3 separate regions of the Rattus norvegicus genome follow, and regions 2 and 3 are each linked to region 1. The links are chromatin contacts, called in public Hi-C maps. All regions are on one chromosome and are shown on one strand. Each heading gives the region's core, a stretch centred on a gene start, on an enhancer-like site or on the middle of the called end of the contact. The rest is flanking DNA. Distances are from core to core; before and after follow the strand shown. Region 1 has its middle 150 kb from the start of Tcf4. Region 2 overlaps Tcf4 (transcription factor 4). Region 3 overlaps Tcf4 (transcription factor 4).

What was found. Hi-C and Micro-C count contacts between places; a contact is called where the count stands out from the background.
Region 2: a Hi-C map of mammary epithelial cells shows a contact between it and region 1, with 2.2 times the contacts expected there. The contact joins two enhancer-like sites. A contact is called at or near these places in 5 of 12 Hi-C or Micro-C datasets (the A7r5 cell line, the Rat2 cell line, Schwann cells and 2 more).
Region 3: a contact with region 1 is called in a Hi-C map of frontal cortex, with 5 times the contacts expected there. The contact joins two enhancer-like sites. A contact is called at or near these places in 3 of 12 Hi-C or Micro-C datasets (Schwann cells, frontal cortex and psoas muscle) and 1 of 1 datasets of contacts at active chromatin or transcription factors (oligodendrocytes).

What each region holds. Positions count from the first base shown.
Region 1 is chr18:65,068,406-65,070,998 of GRCr8, reverse strand. No RefSeq gene overlaps it. Among named protein-coding and RNA genes, the nearest start is that of Tcf4, 150 kb to the left of the region's middle. Within about 2 kb of position 1,283, at least 38 of the 93 cell types and tissues checked have an H3K27ac peak or open chromatin away from gene starts, as enhancers often do.
Region 2 is chr18:65,540,012-65,542,604 of GRCr8, reverse strand. The region is part of intron 14 of Tcf4 (transcription factor 4); the gene reads right to left. Among named protein-coding and RNA genes, the nearest start is that of Ccdc68, 280 kb to the left of the region's middle. Within about 2 kb of position 1,319, at least 27 of the 93 cell types and tissues checked have an H3K27ac peak or open chromatin away from gene starts, as enhancers often do.
Region 3 is chr18:65,449,458-65,452,050 of GRCr8, reverse strand. The region is part of intron 7 of Tcf4 (transcription factor 4); the gene reads right to left. Among named protein-coding and RNA genes, the nearest start is that of Tcf4, 230 kb to the right of the region's middle. Within about 2 kb of position 1,305, at least 52 of the 93 cell types and tissues checked have an H3K27ac peak or open chromatin away from gene starts, as enhancers often do.

The sequences.
Region 1 (2,593 bases), core at 34-2,533:
ATCCCACAAAGTGATTAGGAGCTATTCAGTTTTCTCAAATTGTCACACTTATGCCCGACCACTAAATAGATGATATATATATATATATGTATATATATCTATATATATATATATATTTCTCTAAGCTTAAATACTACTCCCTTCCCAAGAGAATTGATTTCCCAGCTTCCCACTGCAATAACAGCAACAGCAATGACAACAGCAACAGCAAAGACAACAACAGGGAGGTTCCAGGAAGTGTCCCTTAATCAGCCCCAATGCTAGGCTACTCGTTATAGGCCCTCGGGCAATTTAACTGTGAGACACACGTTTTTCATCTGTAAACACCCAAGTTAAAAATATCATCCTACCTCTAGGGTTGGGGGGGGGGGAGAAGTAAATGAGATTACATAACTAAAACTTTATAACGTGAGTGGGGGCGGGGCTGGTCCCGGAAGTGCGCATCTTTGTTGCCCTCCTTTGGGTTTTCCGTAGTTCTTCATTTAAAGGTCTACGGGTTTTCTTTGTTTCCCGAATTCACCTTAGATTTCTCACCCCCAACTTTCCTAAGAAACCCCCGCTTTTCAATCCTGGTCTTGCAGTCTCCATTTCCACCTTGAGCTAAAATTCAAGACTTAGTAAGAAGGGGGGACAGCTGCTTTGGAGAGCAGCTTTTTAATCCGGGATGGTTTCTGGAGACCCCCGCTGTGACAGGGTGCTGAGGGGGCCACCTCCCCGAGTGAAAAACTAGGCCAAGTTTTAGGTGACGGAGTTGCTTCTGTCGAACATTACACAGGCAGCTCGGTAACAGATCTTTTTTACCCTATAGTATTTAATGGAAACACTTTGTCAGACTCGATAACAAGAAATTGTTCTTACTGGCTACCAGCAACCCCTCCCAAATCAGGAAGTTAAAAAATCCTGCATCTTGGGAAGAGGCGAGGAACCCAGTTCATTACCAACATTTTAAGGCTCTAAATTATGTGTTCAGAAAATGTCCCCTCCTTCCTGATCCCGTGATTGAAAGATTCCAGACGCCCCGCCAGGATACTTTCTTTGCAGTGGTTCTGGTCTCTGGCCAGGGGCCCCAGACACCTTGGGGCTGCATTGTCAGCCTTGTCGCACCCAGGACAGACTCCCTAAAAAAAGGCGCGAGTGCAGAAGGGCAGCCCCGGGTTGGGAGACGGGTTGGCCGCTCGGATTCCGAGCTGAGCTTTCGTTTCCCGTAGGTCAGAAGGCGCGGTGGGTGGGGGCACGGGTGATCATCACGCTGTCCCCAAGCCCTGCTGCGTCCCCCGCCCCCAGAGTCTCCACGAAATTTTGCCGCACTGATGTATGCGTCTCGGGTTTGTTAGGACCGTTAAGTCTCCGATGTTCAAACCCCGAAAAAAAAAAGTGTGGGCCAGACGGAGGGCTGGTGCGGGGATTCACCCATCCCGTGTCCCCCGCCAGCTCCTGTGTTCGGGCGGCCCTGCGCTTGGCTGTGTCTTCTCTGCAGAAGCCTGACTATCCGCGCTCTTCCGAGCATCCCTCCCGCTCGATCGCCTCGGCCACGGTGACTGTGCCCCCACGGGCCCTGAGCCCCCCGCGAGCCACTGTAGTGGACCCATTTGGAGCTCCCCGCTCCACCTGGCGCCCGCGGTCCCCCATCGCCCAACCCCCTGGTTCCCGGCCTTGGGTGCTGTCTCCGACCTCGCCCGGCCTCTTCCGCGCAGATCTAGTCACCGTGCGACACGGGGACTCTCGAGGCCGCGATCCCTGTGGGCCCAGCCAATCCAGCAGGGGAAAATCCACCCGGGAAGAGACACCCCCCCCAATCCCCGCGCTTCCCCGCACCCCCCAACACACACCCCATCATCTTATTTATTAGTAATTCCACCGGCTCCGCCGTGATTCATCTCTTAGGTTGTGATGGTTCAAAGTTTAGACTTGGGACCTAAAGGACGTCTTTTATAATCTTACAAGGAACGGTAGTTGGGGAAAGAGAAACCTGACACAGAACGGATTTTTAACCTAGTGAGAAAGACTTGATCTCTGTGACCAAGGTTTTTTCATTTTCCTCCCAGAATCTCAACGAATGATCCATAAATTAAAACTTAAAACAATTATAGTCCACTTGCCTCGAAGCATGGGGCTGCGGGCCAGCCCCGTGAAGCATGTTTGAGGGCTATCAGGAGATTGAAATTTAGGATTAGAACTCCACCTTTAAAGCCTTGCGCTGAGGGCTGTGTGTGTGTGTGTGGTGGGGGGTGAGGTATCAGAACAGGCTTCAGTCTTCTCTGACTCTCATCTTAGGACTCCTCACTTCAGAGAAACTGGCAGGAAGTCCGAGGTGTAGGGATTATGCAGCCCTTGTGCATGCTTGGTGCTACAATCCTGCTCACTGATGTAGGTAGATACAGTTAAGTCAGTTACAGGTTTTAAGTTTCTGCACCTTTCCTCGTGCTTTCAATCCTGGGCGAAGGGGGCCGGGGATGGGGGAACCGACAAATAATTCTTTTCCTTAAATAGAACAAAAGAGTCTATCCAAGGGATCAATGTGGAGATTGATAGACACTACCTCCCTCATGCCAGATCCCTCCCGTTGTCCTCCTGCGCGATTGCAAGTGGAGTG
Region 2 (2,593 bases), core at 70-2,569, 470 kb before region 1:
CTCTCTCTCTCTCTCTCTCTGTGTGTGTGTGTGTGTGTGTAATTCTGTGTCTTTCTGCCTCTCTGTACATGAAGCAAACAGCTCAAGGCTCTGTGTTAACATGTGTTTTCATATTGTCAGACTACATACCTCTGACAGAAAGCAGATTTTTCGAGCAGACCATTCTAAAGCTCAACAACTCTGCTACAAAGCACATACGCAGGGCACTGCGGACACACATGGCACCTCGCTGTACGCGAGCATTATTGGCTCAAATGATTCCCTCTTATTTAACTGCAACGGAGGCTTTCATCTCCCGCCATACAGTAATGGCTTCCATATGACCAGTGGCTGCTATAAATAAGATCAAAAGCCAAAGAAAGGATTTAATAAAAGAAAATGACATTAGGAGTAGCATTAAATCAAGGAAAAATGCCAATATCCATTTTTTTTTAATTCTTTCTTGGGGGGTGGGGTGGGGCGAAAAGACTCACAATGCACTAAGTGCCTTGTTCAATATTTCACGGAGCGTCGCTGCAAAGAGCAGGTGTGTGGAAGGTCTATCCGTGCATGTCTGACCATGGCAAAGGTTTAGTGGAGGATGGTGAAGGGTAGGGGCCATTTACAGTGGCTATGGAGAAGCAGGGACGGACGCAATAGCTAGTTGGATGCTGTGAAGTCTATGGTGGACCGTATCCAGCAAAGGCCTTCGCTTCTCTCTGCCCCTTTCTGCCCTAGTTAATGGGGACAAACTTTTTGGTAATCTCAGAGAATCACAACATTGCTCAACTTGAGTACATGTGTTCTGAGAAAGGAAGTTTTTTTTGGCAAGGCAGAACTGTTACATGGAGCCAACTTCCCAAACAGATTTTCTTCCATTTTTTTTTTTAAAAGAGTTTACAATGTTAATCTCAATTCCGACTGGATAAACAGCTGTTAATAACTGCCTGCCCCCAGAGGAAGAGGAGGCTTATTCCCCTTCGTCCTCAGAAGGGGTACCTGCCCTGCCCTGCTCTGATCTCTAGTGCTTCCTCATGTTTCTCTTTTGCTTTTTTGTCAAAATTGCTTCAATGAGGATTTTGCCAAGCAGGCTTCATTCCTCCCTTTCTCCTTTGATAGCCTTAAAGAAAAGAGAAAAACAAAACCAAAAAACCCCTGAAACAAAAAACAAACAAACAAAAAACCTGCCCCAGACCCAGGCAGTTGGGCTGTGACTTATGTAAAATGGTTATTTCACGACTGCTATGTTTAAAGAGGAAACTCAAGCACTGAAAACCTCGGAGGAGTCGTAGAACCTCAGACCCTTGGATCTGTAGCCCTGGAGAGGAAATGACCATTTTGGATTCCTTCACACTGAGCTAACTACTCTCTTAAGGGCTAGCTGTGTTCAAGGACACTCTGTTTCTAACGGTATTGCTAATGCGATTACTTACTCCAACCCGCTGGTGTCCTAAACACGGGAGCAAACTTCGCCACTTTTTCCTCTAAGAGGAAGTCCCCTGCAGCCGATTCCTGAGCCAGCCAGCCCCTGGCAGCTTTCTTACTTGTCCATGAGCACCTGCTTTCGCAGTGACCTCAGTTCTATATCTCAAGATTCAGACAGTTCTCAAAACAGCTTTTAAAACAAAAAGCAGCTGTTTCCCATCTAGTCTACAGGGGGAAAATTGGGCAGCTTACAGAAATGTTACCCAGAGACTACCACTCTCCAATAACTTTCACACACACACACACACACACACACACACACACACACACACACACGCAGCTCTACTGCAGAGGGGCACTTGTGCAGAAGCTGGGGAAGAGGCGTATGTGAAATGAAAATGTGCAAACTCAGTTCTGTGGCTTTTCACAATATGTCCAATTAGCCGCTTTCAAGGGCATATGGCTATGGTACGACAGCGCTTCCCCTTACTAATATCGGACAGATCTTTTGGCTGCACTCAGCTTTATGGCTCTCAGATGATTTATGGACGGAGTGGAAGCCATAATTAAGCACAACTGTGAATGTCAACCAATTAGATCTGACAGAAAATGTAGCTTCCCGTCTTTCAGTTTTTAGCCCCAAAGCTGAAGTTTTCCTAAACCCTCTTCTTGCTGTGAACCTGGGTTTTGTTTTGTTTTTTGTTTTTTGTTTTTTTTTGGTTTTGTTTCGTTTGTTTGAAACACATGTTTTTTAATCGGCTAAAATACTTGATTTGAAAAATTTACAGCCACAATAAAAGTTAAACTAACACAACAGCCAGGGAATTTGAAGAAATATAAAATGGCCAAGGCCTCAGTTTGGCTTTTAAACGGTGCCAAGCTATACCAGTATTTTCTGTTTTGGTATGAATGACATAACCATATTACTTCATGAACTGCTACTTTAATTCCCAAGGGTGGAAAATTCCATGAGTTAATTTAATCTGGATGTAAAAAAATATATACACACACACGAAAACTCACTCTTCCTGTGGACTCTCATATTCGATGCTCGAACCGATTGCTAACACTGCTGCCCTGTGGGGGAGCAGCTTGGGAGTGGCCTGGGCTACCAGCTGCAAGGCCAGACCCTCAGGGGATTTCCTTGCTGCTCTGCGCATAGAAGCACCTTTCTTTCTTTTGAATTTTT
Region 3 (2,593 bases), core at 56-2,555, 380 kb before region 1:
TACACCACACTTTTGGTGTCTCTAGAACCTGTTGCATTAAGAACGCTAAAAAAAAAAAATAGTGTTTAAATACTAGATAATAATTTAAAAGGTGTGCTAATTTCATGTGAGAATGTGGGAACAGAAAGGTTAATCAGAATTCTCTCGAACTCTTAAGAGATGCTCTCTAATTATCAGACAAATGGTATTCTATCTCTAAGCCTCGTTCCCTGCTCCTGGGGTTGTAGGAGTTGGTCATCTTTCCTGATATCGTGTGTAAATGTTTGGAAGTTTTGAGAGGAATAAACAGTATTTGAAAGCAACCATCTATATTGAGAATTCCAGAGTAACACTGAGTAACATTTGGTGTTCACTAAACATGCAATTCCCGCCTCAAGATGGCAACTCGCTCTTTTAGTCTTTGGGGAGCAGCTCTCTGCAAACAGAGATATACCAGGAAAAATTTGAAAAGGTTAGGGATTCTCTAGGACACTTTCCCCCGAATCTTCCAAGTCATAGTGTGGCTAACGGAAGAGCAATGGCAGGAGGTCATTTTAGCTGAATCAATCTGACACTTTTAACTCTGCATTCCCTGGATTTGAATCTTTTATGTGGAAGGAGGGATGTGGACTGGTGATAATTTAAAAACGCCTTTGGGTGTCTGTGTGCGTGGGTGCGTCCACTGAAGTGCACGGTATTCTGTTTTGGTACGCGCCTGCCTTCTGGAGGATTGAACTTCCCTGGGACTGTCTACTGATGAGCAGTAAGACTGACTTTATGTGGACCAACTCTCCTCTGATCACCTCTGCATCTAAAGAGTGCCTCTGACAGCCATGGGCTGGCCTCCTGAAACTGGCTGCTCAAACATCTGTACTGGCCTCAAGAAATCAACACAAGTTAACAGTACGGGGAAAACACAATAACAGCTTCTACCGCTCTTCCCAGGGCACTGAACTCTCACCCACGCTTAAAAAAAAAAAAAAAATCGCCATCGGTCTCATCTCTGCCAAGTGACACACAAAAAGGAAGTTAACCATTGGCTGTTACTTGCATTCACAGTCTGACTCCCATTTCCCAGCTTCCCTTAGCCCATGCGGATGCCAAGCGGACTGCAGCCTGCCCATTTCATTTCGACCACGGCAGCCAAAAAAAGCACCACCCCGCCGCGCGACGACAAGCCGTCTGTTTTGATATTAGTACCTCAGTATGTACTGTAAGGGAGTCAGATGTCCCCAAACTACATGCCCTCCCCGGAGGGACTCTGTCCTAGCCCTCCTTGGCCAGAGAAATGGAGTGCATGCCACAGACCCTTAGCTGTGAAAACACAGGGAACAGAGAGGCACCATTTGCGGTGCACGGGCAGAAAGGGCCACGAGTCTCTCTTCTGCTGGGGACAGGATTCGTGCCCTCTGCTCAACATGCGCGGCCAGGTAGAAATAGGAATTCAGATTCTAGTCCGTCCCTGCAGGGCCAGCGAGCATGGTGAAAGTGAGTTATATAAGGAACCTTTTTCTTCCATAATTTAACTGCAATAAAGGCTAGCCAGTGAACATCAGGCTTTCTTTTTCTTCCGGGAAAAGCACGCAGGGTGGGGTGGGGGGATATTTGGGTTCAGAGAGGAAAGGGCTTTTTGTTTGTTTTTTTGTTTTTTTGTTTGTTTGTTTCTTCGCTACTTGTGAAGGGAGTGGGAGCAAGACAGTAGCAGATTCTTCCCTTCCCAGTGCATACGGGTTTCTCTGCACTAAATGTGCAGCTTCATAAAACAGCAGTGCCTCGGTTCTTCTCTTGAGCCCTTTGCAGCACTAAGGCTCTCTTTTGGGAGTTCAGGAGCCTAAGGTGACACGGGTGTGTGTGTGTGTGTGTGTGTGTGTGTGTGTGTGTGTGTGTGTGTGTCTGTGTGTGTGTGTGTGTGTGTGTGTGTCTTCAGGTGACTCACTTTCTGTTGTGACCAAAACTGAACATAAAGCTTTTAAAAGCTTAAATGTACACATTTCTGCATTCATTACACAGTGTTAAATCTAATTTGTTCTTTTTACTGTCACAGGAAGCACATGTTTAAAGCAATCTGTTTCCTCATGTGAATGCTTTCCTGTCTGTTTTTTTTTTTTTTAAATTGCGACATACTTTACCCCGAGTAACCAAGAGGTGATCATAAATATCTCTAAATAGCATTAAACAGATATGAAAGACATTAACACTTTCGGAATGCCAAAGTAGTATTAAAAAAAAAAAATCCTAGCAGATGCTCCTGGGTCAGAAAGTGAAATGTGTGTTTCCTGAAAAAAAAAAAAAAAAAAAAAAAAACCAAAAAAAAAAAAAAAAAAACCCCACTCTCTCGTCAGAGTCATAAATGAACTGCGAGTGGTGGAGAAGTTTGGTGTTGCTGAACAAACGGGGATCATTTGGGGGAGCAATGCAAGCCCCCCACTGCCATGGAGGAAGCAAGCTCCATGGAAAGCCAAACTGCGGTGAAGTTTGGAGAAAACCAATATCCTCTGTAATCCACAAGGTGGCAATGACTCCAAGAGGGGGGGGAAGCTACCCCAGGAGCAAACACTCAATTGGCTGGAGAGCGGGGGGGGGGGGGGGGGGGGTCACCAGCCATGGCCATTTC